Linked DNA regions of Pan troglodytes: region 1 is linked to region 2. Evidence: chromatin contacts called from public HiChIP or PLAC-seq data. All regions are on one chromosome and are shown on one strand. Each heading gives the region's core, a stretch centred on a gene start, on an enhancer-like site or on the middle of the called end of the contact. The rest is flanking DNA. Distances are from core to core; before and after follow the strand shown.

Region 1 (6,263 bases), core at 1,405-3,904, 94 kb before region 2:
TCAAGAGGTCTCCAACCAGGTCTTGGATGCCAAATCAGCGCTCCCAACCTGAATTCCTGGGTGGATTCACAGTCTGTCACCCCACTCTATCTTCCAATCATGCTACTTTAAAAAAAATCCATTCTGATTTTTGTCATCCCCAGTGAACATCTCAGGTACACATCTGCAGGAAAGGCTTTTTTTTTGTTTTTTGGTCCTTCCTTCTACAGAAAATAAGAAGCTACTATATATTATTTGCTGTGACCTTTGAGAAGGTCCCTGAACACGAATCCCAGGCCACTAAGAAGTCCTGGATCCTGGCATCCAGGCCTACCCTGGGGGCTCTTCCTCCAGCCCTACCCCTCAGGCTTTCTCCTCTCTAGTCACAATGTCCCTTCTCTGTTCCTGGAAGAGCCAAACTCCTTTCTGCCACTGGGTCTTTGTACCTACTGTATATCTGCCTAGACACTCTCCCAGGTCCCTCTTACCACCGTTTTCCCATCTCAGGAAGCCAGCTCTGACTGTACCCCAGCCAGTCCACTGGGCCAGGTGCCTTGCTATCCACTCTTACAGCCCCTTCTCCATCTGCTTCAGCACTTGACAGAACAGTCACTCAATGCTGTAATACCTTGTTTCCTGTCTGTCCCTCAGCTAGAATACCAGCTCCTTGAGGACAGAAATTGTCTCCATCTTACCCACAGCACATGGCCCAGACCTTGGCCGCACTCAATAAACGCTTGTTGACCCACTGACTGGATGAGTGACAAGAGGAGCCCTTGGCCATTCCTACTCCTTAGCTGCTAAGGAATTTTCCAGCTTCGAATTTATATTTTCATGGCAGATACAGAAACTGTGGAGTCTCTGCTGATATGTGCCAGCTGGCGAAGGAGGAAGCATGTGGCATTACCAGTGCATCCTAGGTCTCCCCATGTTTACACACTATCTCCTCCTCCAAATACACACAGGGGCTATCAATATGTTTCCTGGGCAAAAGGCAAGGCCCAGACATAGAGAGTTGACACATTAATGCCTCCTCTCTCTCTGAACCCATCTGAAGGTTCTGTTGGGGGTAGATTGGGGTGGTGGTGAGAAGATGGTCAAATCTGCTTGACCTGGGGCTGGCGACTGAAGTAGGACATGTAGCCTCTTGTCCTGGCTCAGCCACCACTGGCTTCTGTGACTTTGGAAAATTCCTCCTTAGTTCTCAGCAGGTTTTTTGTTTTTGCTCAGTATAAAATAATGGTTCAGAATTCAGATCCTAGAATTGGATCTTTCCTTTGTCATTTACTAATAAAGCACTTATCCACTCTGAATCTCAATTCTTCATCTGTAAAATATTATTATGCGTCTTAATAATATGAAGATTAAAAACCTAGCTCAAATGTATTCCAAATATTTAATGAATATTCACTGATTTTTACTACTACTAGCTCTCTTATTCTTTTTTATTTTTAATTGGCTCAATTTGTGTTACTTTGAAGCCAAAAGCAAGCCCTCCCCCATATTTCAAAAGTAGTATCTGAGACCAGCCTGGCCAACATAGTGAAACCCCGTCTCTACTAAAAATACAGAAAATTGGCCAGGCGATGGTGGCGGGCGCCTGTAATCCCAGATACTCTGAGGCTGAGGCAGGAGAATCACTTGAACCTGGGAGGCGGAGGTTGCAGTGAGCCAAGATCGCGCCACTGAACTCCAGCCTGGGCGACAGTGCGAGACTCTGCCTCAAAAAAAAAAAAAAAAAAGGAAAGAAAAAAGAAAAAGAAAAGCAGTATCTCCTATTAACAAAGAAAGTCGAGCAAAAACTGACCTGGGACCGCTTTAATAAATACGGACTCCAGGAGGGAGATACTGAGACCAGAGTCGGTCCCACAGTATATTCGTATCAGATTTGGGGCTTAGAAACTTCTAAACTCTGAGCGCCCATAAGCAGGATGAGATTCTGCCTTGTACATGGTCGTAGCTCCAGGGGACAGAATAACGGCTTACACATAAAAGTGACAGAATACTGAACATTAGCTAACGGATGCTACGCTGCCTGAAGGTAAGTCTAGTGCTATTTCCAATATCTCCGAGACTTGGTTTTTTCACAGGAAAATGGAGATTAAAAATAATGCCCATAGGTATGAGCTAAGAGGAGTGTAAACAAAACAAAATAAAAAGCAATGCCCAGTGATTGGAGGATTTGATGAGATGATGCCCGCGAGGTGCTTGGCACGGAGTTTGACACAAGAACTCAGTGTTGGTGAATGCACGAATGCAGGTACCCAGCGACAGGGAGGTGCTGTGAGTGGATTCACCCTGGCTTCGCTGCGGCTGGGAGTGGGCGCTGCTAGTAAGAGATCTCGCCTCCAAGCTCCTTCCGTGGGCAGGAAAAAACGGAAGCTCCCAGAAAGAGGAAAGACAGGACCCGAGCGGGGTTTCAGGCAGATGGAGCGCGTCGGTAGCCTGTGGCCAGGGATCCCAGCACCGAGGGGAAAGAGGAGGCCTGGGTACCCTGCGCCCCGGGCGCGCGCGGCGCGTGAGGTGAGGGGGAGGGCGCGGCTCCGCACCAGCCAGCGGCCGCCTGGCGCCCAGCCGCATCTCGGGGGGCGGGGCTGAGCCTCCGGGCCGCAGTGCGATTGGCGGAGGCGAGTGGGTGACGCCAACGGCCGGCGCGAGGCCCCGCCCCCGGCTTGCCCCGCCCCCGCGCGCGCCGGCGGCGGGGCAGCCTCGCTCTGGCTCGCGCCGCGCCCCCGCGCCCATTCCGCGCGTCAGTCGGTCCCTAGCGCGGCTGCGGGGCGGAGAGCTGCGGCTGGCCCAGCGCGCCCACCTGAGGAGGCGGAGGGGTCCGCAGGCGTCGCGGGACGAGGAGATCGGAGCCGGGAGACTCGCGCAGCGCCATGGCCCCCATTGGCCTCAAAGCTGTGGTCGGAGAGAGTAAGTGGAGCCGGGATCCTTCCAGCAGGCGGGGACTGCGGCTCCCGAGGAGCCCCGCGCGGCCCCTGCCGGCAGCGCCCAGGCCTCCGAGCGGGCTGCCGGCCCTGCGCCCCGGGCCTGAGGCTCCTGGTCCGTGGGGTCCCGTTATTCAGGCGCCGCCCGCGCGAGAGGAAGGCTTGCCCCGCTCTCCCCTCCCTCACCTCATGTTTCACCCCAGCCCTCCCCCTGCAGCCCGCCCTCCTCCCTCCCCATCCTCCTTCCTCGCGGTCCCTGTCTCCCTTTTCCCTGCATCCTCCTTCCCCTCCATCCCTCCCTCCCTCTCTTCCCTTCACCCCCCTTTCTCTCCCCTCGCCCCATCCTTCCCCCTTCCCCCACCCCTCCCTCACCCCACTCTCTCCATCCCGCCTCTCCCCCATCCCACCCTCCTTCCCCCTCTTTCACCCCCAACACCCGTCCCTCTCCTTCATCTCGCCTCTACCCCCTGCAGCCCGTCACCCTCCCCCGCACCCCCATCCTCACCCCCGTTACCTTCCCCTCAGTCCCCTCTCCCCTTCCTCGTCTTTATTCCTTGAGCGCCCAGACTCCGCTCCCTTTTCCTGCAGTCCCTCCTCCTCCCCACCCTCCTGGGTGAGTCGTGACGAGCGAGATCCTGGCCTGCGTCCTCCTCCCCCGCCCCGGGCCGCGCCGCGGTCCCTGGCTGCGAGACCCACCTGGGAGACTAGGCGCAGTGGCTCGGCCTGGGGAGGAGACGCCTGTTTTCCGGAGGCTGAGCTCTGCTGGGCCGGGGCCACCTCACTCCTCCCCTTCCCGGGGCTTGGCTTCCAGGGCGGGGACTTATCAGGATCCTGAACCCCTGAAATCACTCGGGAGATGAGGAGAGCTTCGGTGTCCGCCGCCCAGCGCCGCAGTCTGCAATCTCCCTGCTTGCGGGGCTCTGCCCTGCCGTGGCCGAACGCTTCAGGAGCTCAGACCACGGTGGCAGGGAGGAAATGGTTGTTTATGGGTTTGGATGAAAGGCACCACATGAATGGATTTTTAAAAATGGGTGGCGGCGAGTGGCGGCCGCAGCGGAGCGAGGGCTGATGGTGGGTGACATTTGCAAAACGGCATCCACAGTGCTAAATAAGATTGGTGATATGTGTGGAAAAACAGTGCCTCGTCAATATTTTGGCACTGTTTTTCTTTATAACAAAAAAATGTGTAAGGATTGCTGTGGCTTTTGCTATCTCTTTGGGGATTAAGTGAAGATTAAAACTGGGCTTTTCTCTGTAGGAGAGGATAAGAAAGGAAAAAGAATAAAATGGTGGAAATTTAGTTTCCTTTCCAATGATTCTCTCCTATCATAGCGCGCGCTCGCTGTGGAATGCTTTTGGCCATGTAGTGTTCTTGTTGGGCACCATAGCTGTTTTATTTCCCCTCTCCATTCTTTTCATTGATATATAGGAAATACTCCTACTGAGGAATCTAGTTGTAAAACCTTATCTCACCTATTACATCAGAAGAAAATTGTTATAAAAACTGAACACCAAATAAAACAAAATTTTAAAAGGTGCTCATCGTAACACCTTCATTGTACCCATGCAGTACGGGTTCTGATACTTGTACTCGAGATGTTTAGGGCTAGGAGGACCCATAGGGATCCTCTAATGTCAACATCTCATTTTACCCATGAATAAGAAATGGAGACTTAGAGCAGTTAAGTGACTTGACACGATCAGTGTTAATTTGGTAAAACCTGGTGGGCATTTCCTTGCAACATTAGTAAAAAATAACTTTCTTCATTATTCTGTATGTATCTTTTCTTTCCAATATCCTTTTAAAGCGTGAAATATAGAATAGAATGTTACAGGTTGTATTCTTTAAAATGTTACATTTGTACTTTGGGAGGCTGAAATGAGAGGATTGCTTAAGCCCAGGAATTCAAGATCAGCCTGGGTAACATAGTGAGACCCCATCTCTATAAATATAAAAGTAAAATAAAATGGTATATTTGAACACTACACATTGAAGATAAAATCCTCAAGTGTTATAGAAATCAAGTTTTGCATCATTTTGCTGGAACCCTTGTTTATGCAAGTGGCTCCATAATCCCCTTCCCCCACCTTTAATTAGAAGAAAGCATAAAGGTAAAAAAAAATCAGTATGCAAGCATGGTCAGAATTTACTTTCTGAAATAAAGCAAACACATTGCACACAAAGATAACAAAGCAATTTTACATAAAATTGGTGAGGATGGCTAGGTGCAGTGGCTCATGCCTGTAATCTCAGGACTTTGGGAGGCCGAGGCCGGCGGGTCACCTGAGGTCAGGAGTTCGAGACCAGCCTGACCAACACGGTAAAACCCTGTCTCTACTAAAAATAAAAAAAATTAGCTGGGTGTGGTGGTGGGTGCCTGTAATCCCAGCTACTCGGGAGGCTGAACCCTCGCGTGAACCTGGGAGGCAGAGGTTGCAGTGAGCCGAGATCGTGCCATTGCATGCCAGCATGGCAACAGAGCAAGACTCCATCTCAAAAAAAAAAAAAGAAAAGAAAAGAAAAAAGAAAAAAAATGGTGATTATGTGAACAGAGTTCTATTCCTATAACAATTAGGTATAAATTTTAGAAAAAAAATGTTGAAATCCTTTGTCAATGATGCAGGTTAATTCTGGCTTCTAATTTTGGGTAGGGTTTCTAGCTTTGCCCTTTTCTCTAAAAGAGGCTGAGGCAGAAGAATTGCTTGAACTGGGAGGCAGAGGTTGCACTGAGCTGAGATTGCGCCACTGCACTCCAGCCTGGGCGACAAGAGCCAAACTCTGTCTCAAAAAAAAAAAAAAAGAACCTAATTATACATTAAAAACAAAAATGACAATCAAGTGGAGCTTATTTCAGAAACACAATAGTTCAATATTAGAATGACATTAAGAAATGAAAATTTTAAAACTATATAATCTTCTCAGTAGAAACTGAAAAACAAGTTAATCTGCTTTTAAAAACAAAACAAAAACTCCTAGTAATCCAGAACTAAAAGGAGTAGTTTAAATGTCCCTGTAGAGAAACCTCTAACCTCCCCAATCCCATCAGGCCTCCCTGTAATCACGGTTCCCTGGACTTTCCTTTGTAATTCTTATCACAATTGCAGTTAATAAATTATTTGTACTAATTGTAGGACCATAAGTTCGCTGGGGGTAAGAACTAGTGTCTAGCACAGTGCTGTCACAACAAACTCTAGGAATAAGTCTAATAGGAAGTTAGCAAGACCTTCATAAATGGAGAAGAATGCTATGTTGCTTTATGGAAGAATATGAAAAAATATCAGTTCTTGCTAAATTAACCTATACATTTAATAAAATTCCTACAAAAGTCCCAACATTCATCTGGAATGGTAAAG
Region 2 (6,593 bases), core at 803-3,302:
TGCAGATCTGCCTCTTAGACTGGAGCTTAACCCTCTTCCCCATTGTTCCTGTTCTGTAAATGATGAGGAAAGACCAGAGACCAGAACTCCCCCTCCCCATCACTGACCTTGTTGGAGATTAACTGCCTCTTTTATTGGCCTGTACCTAACTCAGACCAGATGGCGTCGTGAACAGAGACACTGTGGCATGATCATAACTCACTGCAGCCTCGAATTCCTGGGCTCAAGCAATCCTCCCACCTCAGCCTCCTGAGTAGCTGGAACTACAGGCGGATGCCACCAGGCCTGGTTAATTTTTTTTTTTTTAGAGATGGGGGTCTTGCTATATTGCCCAGGCTGGTCTTTAACTCCTGGCCTTAAGTGATCCTCCCACCTTGGCCTCTCAAAGTGCTGGGATTATAGGCATGAACCAGTGCACCTGGCCAAGGGCATGTTTAATGATGCCTGGCCTCCCTGCTTCCCCAGGGCCTAGGTTTCTTCCCTCCAAAGTCTCCCAGAGGTGACAGTACCCCAGGCCACTGTCCACTGTCCTTGGCCGGTGCTGCAGTCTGCATGGCTTTGTGCACTGCCTGACTCCCCTCAGAAGACCCAGCTCCTGCAGGGTTTGTGTCTCACAGCTCCAGCAGCTCTGGGCCCATCAGCCTCAGTCTCCAAGACTACGGAAGGCAGCTGGAGAAGCGATAATGAGACAGTGCCCCCGTGGCAAGTAGCGGCCTATGGTCCAAAGTAGGGAGCTTTGGGGAGAGTCTCCAAGCAAACCCCAGAAAGTGCTCTCCCTCCACCCTGCAGCGTCCCCTCCCTGCCTAGAAGTTCAGCTCGTCCCTCTTGCCACGTGGTGCTGACAAAGCCATCCTGGTGCTGATGAAGGCGAGGAGGGCAGGTCTCCAAGCTGACACCCTCTGTGGGCTCCAGGCTGCTCGAGGGGCTGTGGGCCCCATTAAGCTGGGAATTCAGAGCTACCCCCTGCGATGGGCCTGGGGAAAAGAGAATAGAAATGGGGGAGGCACGGGGAGGCCCCCGGTCAGCTGGGAGCACTGTGGGAATTTTTGCCCGCCTAGGCTCCTGTGGGAGCAGCTGTTCAGGTGGGGGAGGGGGCAATGTCCAGCAGGAGCAGGGCCATCGCATTGAGCTGGAAGGGCACTGGGCCAGGCCTCCCCGCTCTCCCCACAAGGCCTGGGCAGCCAGAGCTCCCTCACTTGTAAGTGCACTCAGGCTGAGGCCTGTGCAGAAGCATGGGGGTCTCTTCCCTCTGCCAGTCACATTTGTGCCCTCCCAGGGCTGCCCTGCCTGCAGGGAACAGGCACCCTGGGAAGGGCAGACCACCACAGGCGAGGTCCAGGGCTGTCGGAAATTCCAGGCAGGCCTGCCTACCACACAAAGTGGGCGGGAGCTTCATGGGCCACCACTCACTAAGTGCCCCCAGCATCCCTGGACCGTATCCCTGCACAGGGAACTTTACAGATGCGGTCTTGTGAACTCTTTCACAGAGCAGGGTTCAGGCCATTGGCCCAAGGACCCACTGGAGGTCAGACAGAGCCCAAATGTGGGCCCACTTTTGACCAACCAATCACTTCTCTGACCTTTCTCATCACCAACAGTAAAAATGCCCCCACCTCCCTGTGTTTCTGACCCGTCACCGTGACCCCAAGCTCTCCTCATCCCCCTGCCCCCGCCCCAAGGGTCCTACAACTCACAACATCTAGTTGCTCCAAGAAATCACGTTTGCTGAAGTACCACTGCCATTCCCCTTGGCTATTGTCAGAGTTTTTCAGGGTGGTGCTATAGTCATCTCTTGCTAAGTGACAAGCCCTGGGACGACAGGGATGGAAAGTACCTGCCCGCTGTCCCACGGAGTGAGTGCCTGGGCTGGTGGGGAACACAGGCAGGCACACAGGCATGGCTGGCTGAGATTGGGGCTGGGGATGGAGCTCATAGAGGCACCCAGCTGCCAGCCAGGGCCCCATCAGCTGGACGCCCTAATGCACCCATGCCAGGACACTGTCACCCCAGGCCACAGCTGCAGAACAGGCTTTGTGTGCCCGAGGTTAGTGTCGTCCATCTTCTGATCAGCACAAAGGAAAGGATGGCGATTTCCAGGGCCCTGACCCACATGAACTTTCCCCATGGCGCTTATTTCCACGTGGGAGAAAGAGGGGTGTCCCCAGAAGCCCAAAAAGTTGCCCTGGGAGCCAGGCATCCTGCCTGCCATGGCCTGGGACTCCTGGGCCTGGGGCCTTACTGATGCCATCTGCCTTGGAGTGGGACCTGGTACTGGCACCCAGCAAGAAGAGGGCAGGGTCCCTTTAAGCCCAGCCTCACTCCCTCGGCCTGTTGCTATGTACGGGACCAGCTTCCTTAGCAACCACCTGGCCTCTTCCTGGGGCCTGGAGCCCTGGTTGCCATCAGCCATGGCTCCCAAAAAGAGTGTGAGCAAGGCAGGCAAGGAGCTTGAAGTCAAGAAGAAAGGGGGCAAGAAGGAGCCGGTGGTGGCCGTGGAGCCGCCTCTGGCCAAGGAGATGAAGGAGTTCTACCACATCCAGATCCGAGACCTGGAGGACCGGCTGGCCCGGTGCGTGGGCTGGCGGGCAGGAGTCTGGTGCCCTGGGTCAGAAGCCCCCGCCCAGGTGGCCCCCATGCAGGTTTGGCCACGGGGCCTTAGGCCTGTGTTCTGACCTCCCCTGGGATGTCCAGACCCCATCCCGACCCCAGCCTCATTTCCTCATACGTACCTTTGGGAGGTTTCAAGATTTTGAGGGTAAATGGATTTCCCCACCTTCCCAGCTCCTAGAACCCTGGGCCCACGATGCTAGCTCGTGGCCCCACCCCAGGCAATCCCCACGTCCCCCTGCCTCACTCCTGCCCCATGGGATCACAGGCTTTATGAAAGGGTGGAAACAGCCCTCTGGCAGGCGGGTGGACCCCCAGGCCCCACTTCCACTTCCTGGCAGTGGCACCTGTGCCCCACTGACTCACCCAGCACATGAGCCCAGTTGTTTCTCCATGCTGGGCCTCAGTTTCCCCAAATATAAGTGGGGAAGGTTGATTCCCCCTCCATGGCTGTGACATTCTATTCTAGAGCCAGTTTTGTGTGTGACATAGTGCCGGGGGGAGATCCTCTAACTCTTCATTAGAGCCATGTTCACCCGCCCATCATTTTCTTATGTTACAACCAGTTTCCTCCCCGTTGTGAGGCACCAGCCCCAGTCTCAGGGTGACCTTAAAAGACAAACCAGTAGGCGGCAGCTCTTCCCCAGGTGACTGATGCTGTGGGTAACCACAGCTAATGCTGAGTCCCTCGTGGTGCCAGGCAGGCCACGGGCTGGTGCTCACTGAGTCCTCACAGCAGTCTTACTAGAGAGGTCCTGATGTCATCCCCATTGCACAGATGGGGAAGACTGAGGCTCAGAGAAGGGAAGTCACCCCCAGGAAGAGGAGGCACCAAGATGGGGGCCCTGGCCTCCTGACTCCCCTATGCAAGACTGCTTCCTCAGCCCACACCCCTGAAATGCTCTGTGTGCAGTCACTATTTGAAAGATGTTGGTCAACTAAATTATGATGTAAAACAACTTTCCAGGCCAGACACAGTGGCTCAGGACTGTAATCCCAGCACTTTGGGAGGCCAAGGTGGGCAGATCATGAGGTCAGGAGTTCGAGACCAGCCTGACCAACATGTTGAAGCCCAGTCTCTACTAAAAATACAAAAATTAGCCGGGCATGGTGGCGGGCGCCTGTAATCCCAGCTACTCAGGAGGCTGAGGCAGGAGAATCACTTGAACCTGGGAGGCAGAGGTTGCAGAGAGCCGAGATCGTGCCACTGCACTCCAACCTGGGTGACAGATCGAGACTCCATTTCAAAAATTAATTAATTAATTAAATTTAATTTAAAAAAACTTTTCAAGTAACTTCAGTTACTCCATTGAAAACCACTAAATTGGTTATGTGATACTGATTAACACACTTCCCTTGAAATTCACAAACTTCCCTTGAGCTGAGATATCAGGTAGAATATATTCAAGGCAAATGTATTTAACAGAGTTATTGGGTGCTTACTATTTGCCAAGCCCTGGGAATACAGAGGTGGAGGAGAGGGACGTGTTACTAGGTTTTGACCACTCAGTGGGACAAGGGCCAACTTACAGGAGCACCAAAGAGAGGGCCACAAATGTGGCTCAGGGCCAAGAAGGGTCCACTGAGGAGAAAACACCAAGGTTACTGGATGGAAAAAGGTAAGGGAGATGCCAGGTACAAAGACTTGGGATTGGAAAGTGTGGAAGAGTTATGGAGGGATGCAGAGCTGGCCGACTGCAGCAGGCATTGTGGCTAAGAGCCTTGCTTCTGGGGATCAGACTGATTCAGGTTCAAGTCCTGGCTGTGCCACTTACAAACTCAGAGTTCCTTTATCCTTCTGAGCCTCAGTTTCCTCATCTGTCAAATAGGTATAAAATCATCATAGTACCTACATTCTTATAGGTTGTTGTAATGATTTAACAAACACACTGCACACCTGCTATCTGCCAGGCACAGGTGTTGGGGACATACTTGTAAACATAACAAGGCCCTGCCCTCATGGAGTTTACATTCTAATGATGTAATGAAAATAACATGCTAAGCACAGGCATTGGCTGTGGTCATGACTGTCGGATCAAGGGGCATAGTGGAAGATGAGGCTGGATTCTGATCACAAGGAATCTCAAATGCCCCTTTACGGGACAGGGAGTCCAGGAGAGTGGGCCCAGCTGCACCAGAGGCCTGGCTTGCCCAGCCTGACCCCTGGACCACGGCTCTGCCCCTGCCCCAGGTACCAGCGGAAGTGGGATGAGCTGGCTGTGCAGGAGAAGCTGTTCCGCCAGGAGTTTGAGCAGCTGGCCAATAACAAGAAGGAGATTGTGGCCTTCCTCAAGCGCACGCTCAACCAGCAGGTGGATGAGATCACAGACCTCAACGAGCAGCTCCAGAACTTGCAGCTAGCCAAAGAGATGGAGAAGGATGCCTTCGAGGCGCAGCTGGCCCAGGTGCGCCACGAGTTCCAGGAGACCAAGGACCAGCTCACCACGGAGAACGTCATCCTTGGTGAGGAGGGGACTGGCTGGTTAGCCTGCAGGCACACATCCCAGCTCTATCACTGACCCTGTTTCTCACCTGGGAAACAGGGATAATAGCCACATGCTGCTTGGCACACACTGTCTTCCTTAATTGTCCCAGCAATCCTACGAAGCTGGAAACATCCCCCAACCAGTTTGTAGACAAGGAAGCACCTCAAAAGATGAAGTGTCGTGACCAAGGTCCCCCAGTTGGCAAGGGTTGTGAGGCTCAAATGTCAGATGGCATTAGAACCTAGCCCAGATAATATATACAGTCCAGCTGCTGGCTGGGCGTGGTGGCCCATGCCTGTAAACCCTGTGCTTTAGGAGGCCAAGGCGGGAGGATTGCTTGAGCCCAGGAGCTTGAGACAAGCCTAGGCAACATAGTGACACTCCATCTCTACCAAAAAAATACAAAAATTAGCCAGGTGTGGTGGTGCACATAATGTAGTCCCAGCTACTTGGGAAGCTGAGGTGGGAGGATCTCTTGAGCCTGGGAGGCTGGGAGGTTGAGACTGTAGTGAGCTGTGACTGTGCCACTGCACTCCAGCCTGAGTGACAGAGCAAGACCCTGTCTCAAAAAAAAACAAACAAAAAAAACAGTTGTTGTCATCACTGTCGCTTTCATGAGAGTATCAAGGAAGGCTTCTTGGAGGAGGTGGAACCTGAACAAAACTTCATAAGATTCATGGAGGGGTGGAGGGAGGGCAACCCAGATGAAGGCAGTAAAGGTGACAGGGCCAGGCAGGGTAGGTGGGGGATGGTAGACCTGCCCTACTGAGACCGCACAGGGCGCACAGGAAGGGACAGGGACCTAAGGGGCATCTTTAAGGTCCTCGCCAGGCCCTGTCCTCTGAGGCAGCCCATCATTGGGCCTTGTGCACTGTGGCGGCCAGGGGGGAAGCTGGCAGCCCTGGAGGAGTTCCGGCTGCAGAAAGAGGAGGTCACGGACAAGTTCACATTGCTGGAGGAGCAGGTGCGGAAGCAGGAGAATGAGTTCAGGGACTATGCATACAACCTGGAGAAGAAGTCGGTGCTGGACAAGGACAGGTGGGCAAGCAGGGCACCCTTTGGGGCCTTTGGAGGCTTCATCCCTGGGGCTACGAACATCCTAGTCTTCAGGCCTCAGCTTCTAACTGGGGGGTTAGATGGGGAAACTGACCGCCGCCCCGACAACCTGCTACTCCTTGGAATCCCAGCTGGTGATTATGGAGGGGTGGGAGAAAAGGAATAAGCTCTCAGCTGCAGTTCTCACGCTGGCATTGGAGACTCCCAGGGCTTCCTTTTGCCACTTATTGGGATTAAATCATGTTACTTAACAGGTAAGAGTACATTGAAATGGTACCAATTACAAAGGTCCAGAGGATCTACAGGGAAAGCCTCCCACCCATAGCCCCAACCCTCCCAGGGAGAGAGCATGCTGGTGTTTAACAGCCCTAGGTGCTCTGGGAACCTCACAAAGGGGTGTGCCCAGGGCTTGTGCCCGCTCTGTCTGACCCCTTCCCCTCCCAC

Evidence for each region. HiChIP or PLAC-seq counts read pairs in DNA pulled down with a chosen protein or histone mark.
Region 1: a contact with region 2 is called in an H3K4me3 HiChIP or PLAC-seq map of stem cell-derived excitatory neurons, with 2.4 times the contacts expected there. The contact joins the promoter of STXBP1 here to the promoter of CFAP157 in region 2. A contact is called at or near these places in 1 of 7 Hi-C or Micro-C datasets (stem cell-derived neural progenitor cells) and 1 of 1 datasets of contacts at active chromatin or transcription factors (stem cell-derived excitatory neurons).

What each region holds. Positions count from the first base shown.
Region 1 is chr11:10,839,958-10,846,220 of NHGRI_mPanTro3-v2.0_pri, reverse strand. It overlaps STXBP1 (syntaxin binding protein 1), which reads left to right and starts at 2,654. Exons shown (of 19, transcript XM_016961721.3): 1 at 2,654-2,895. The coding sequence starts at 2,859.
Region 2 is chr11:10,745,063-10,751,655 of NHGRI_mPanTro3-v2.0_pri, reverse strand. CFAP157 (cilia and flagella associated protein 157) reads left to right here and starts at 2,052. Exons shown (of 9, transcript XM_054659115.2): 1 at 2,052-2,569; 2 at 4,799-5,070; 3 at 5,978-6,131. The coding sequence starts at 2,124.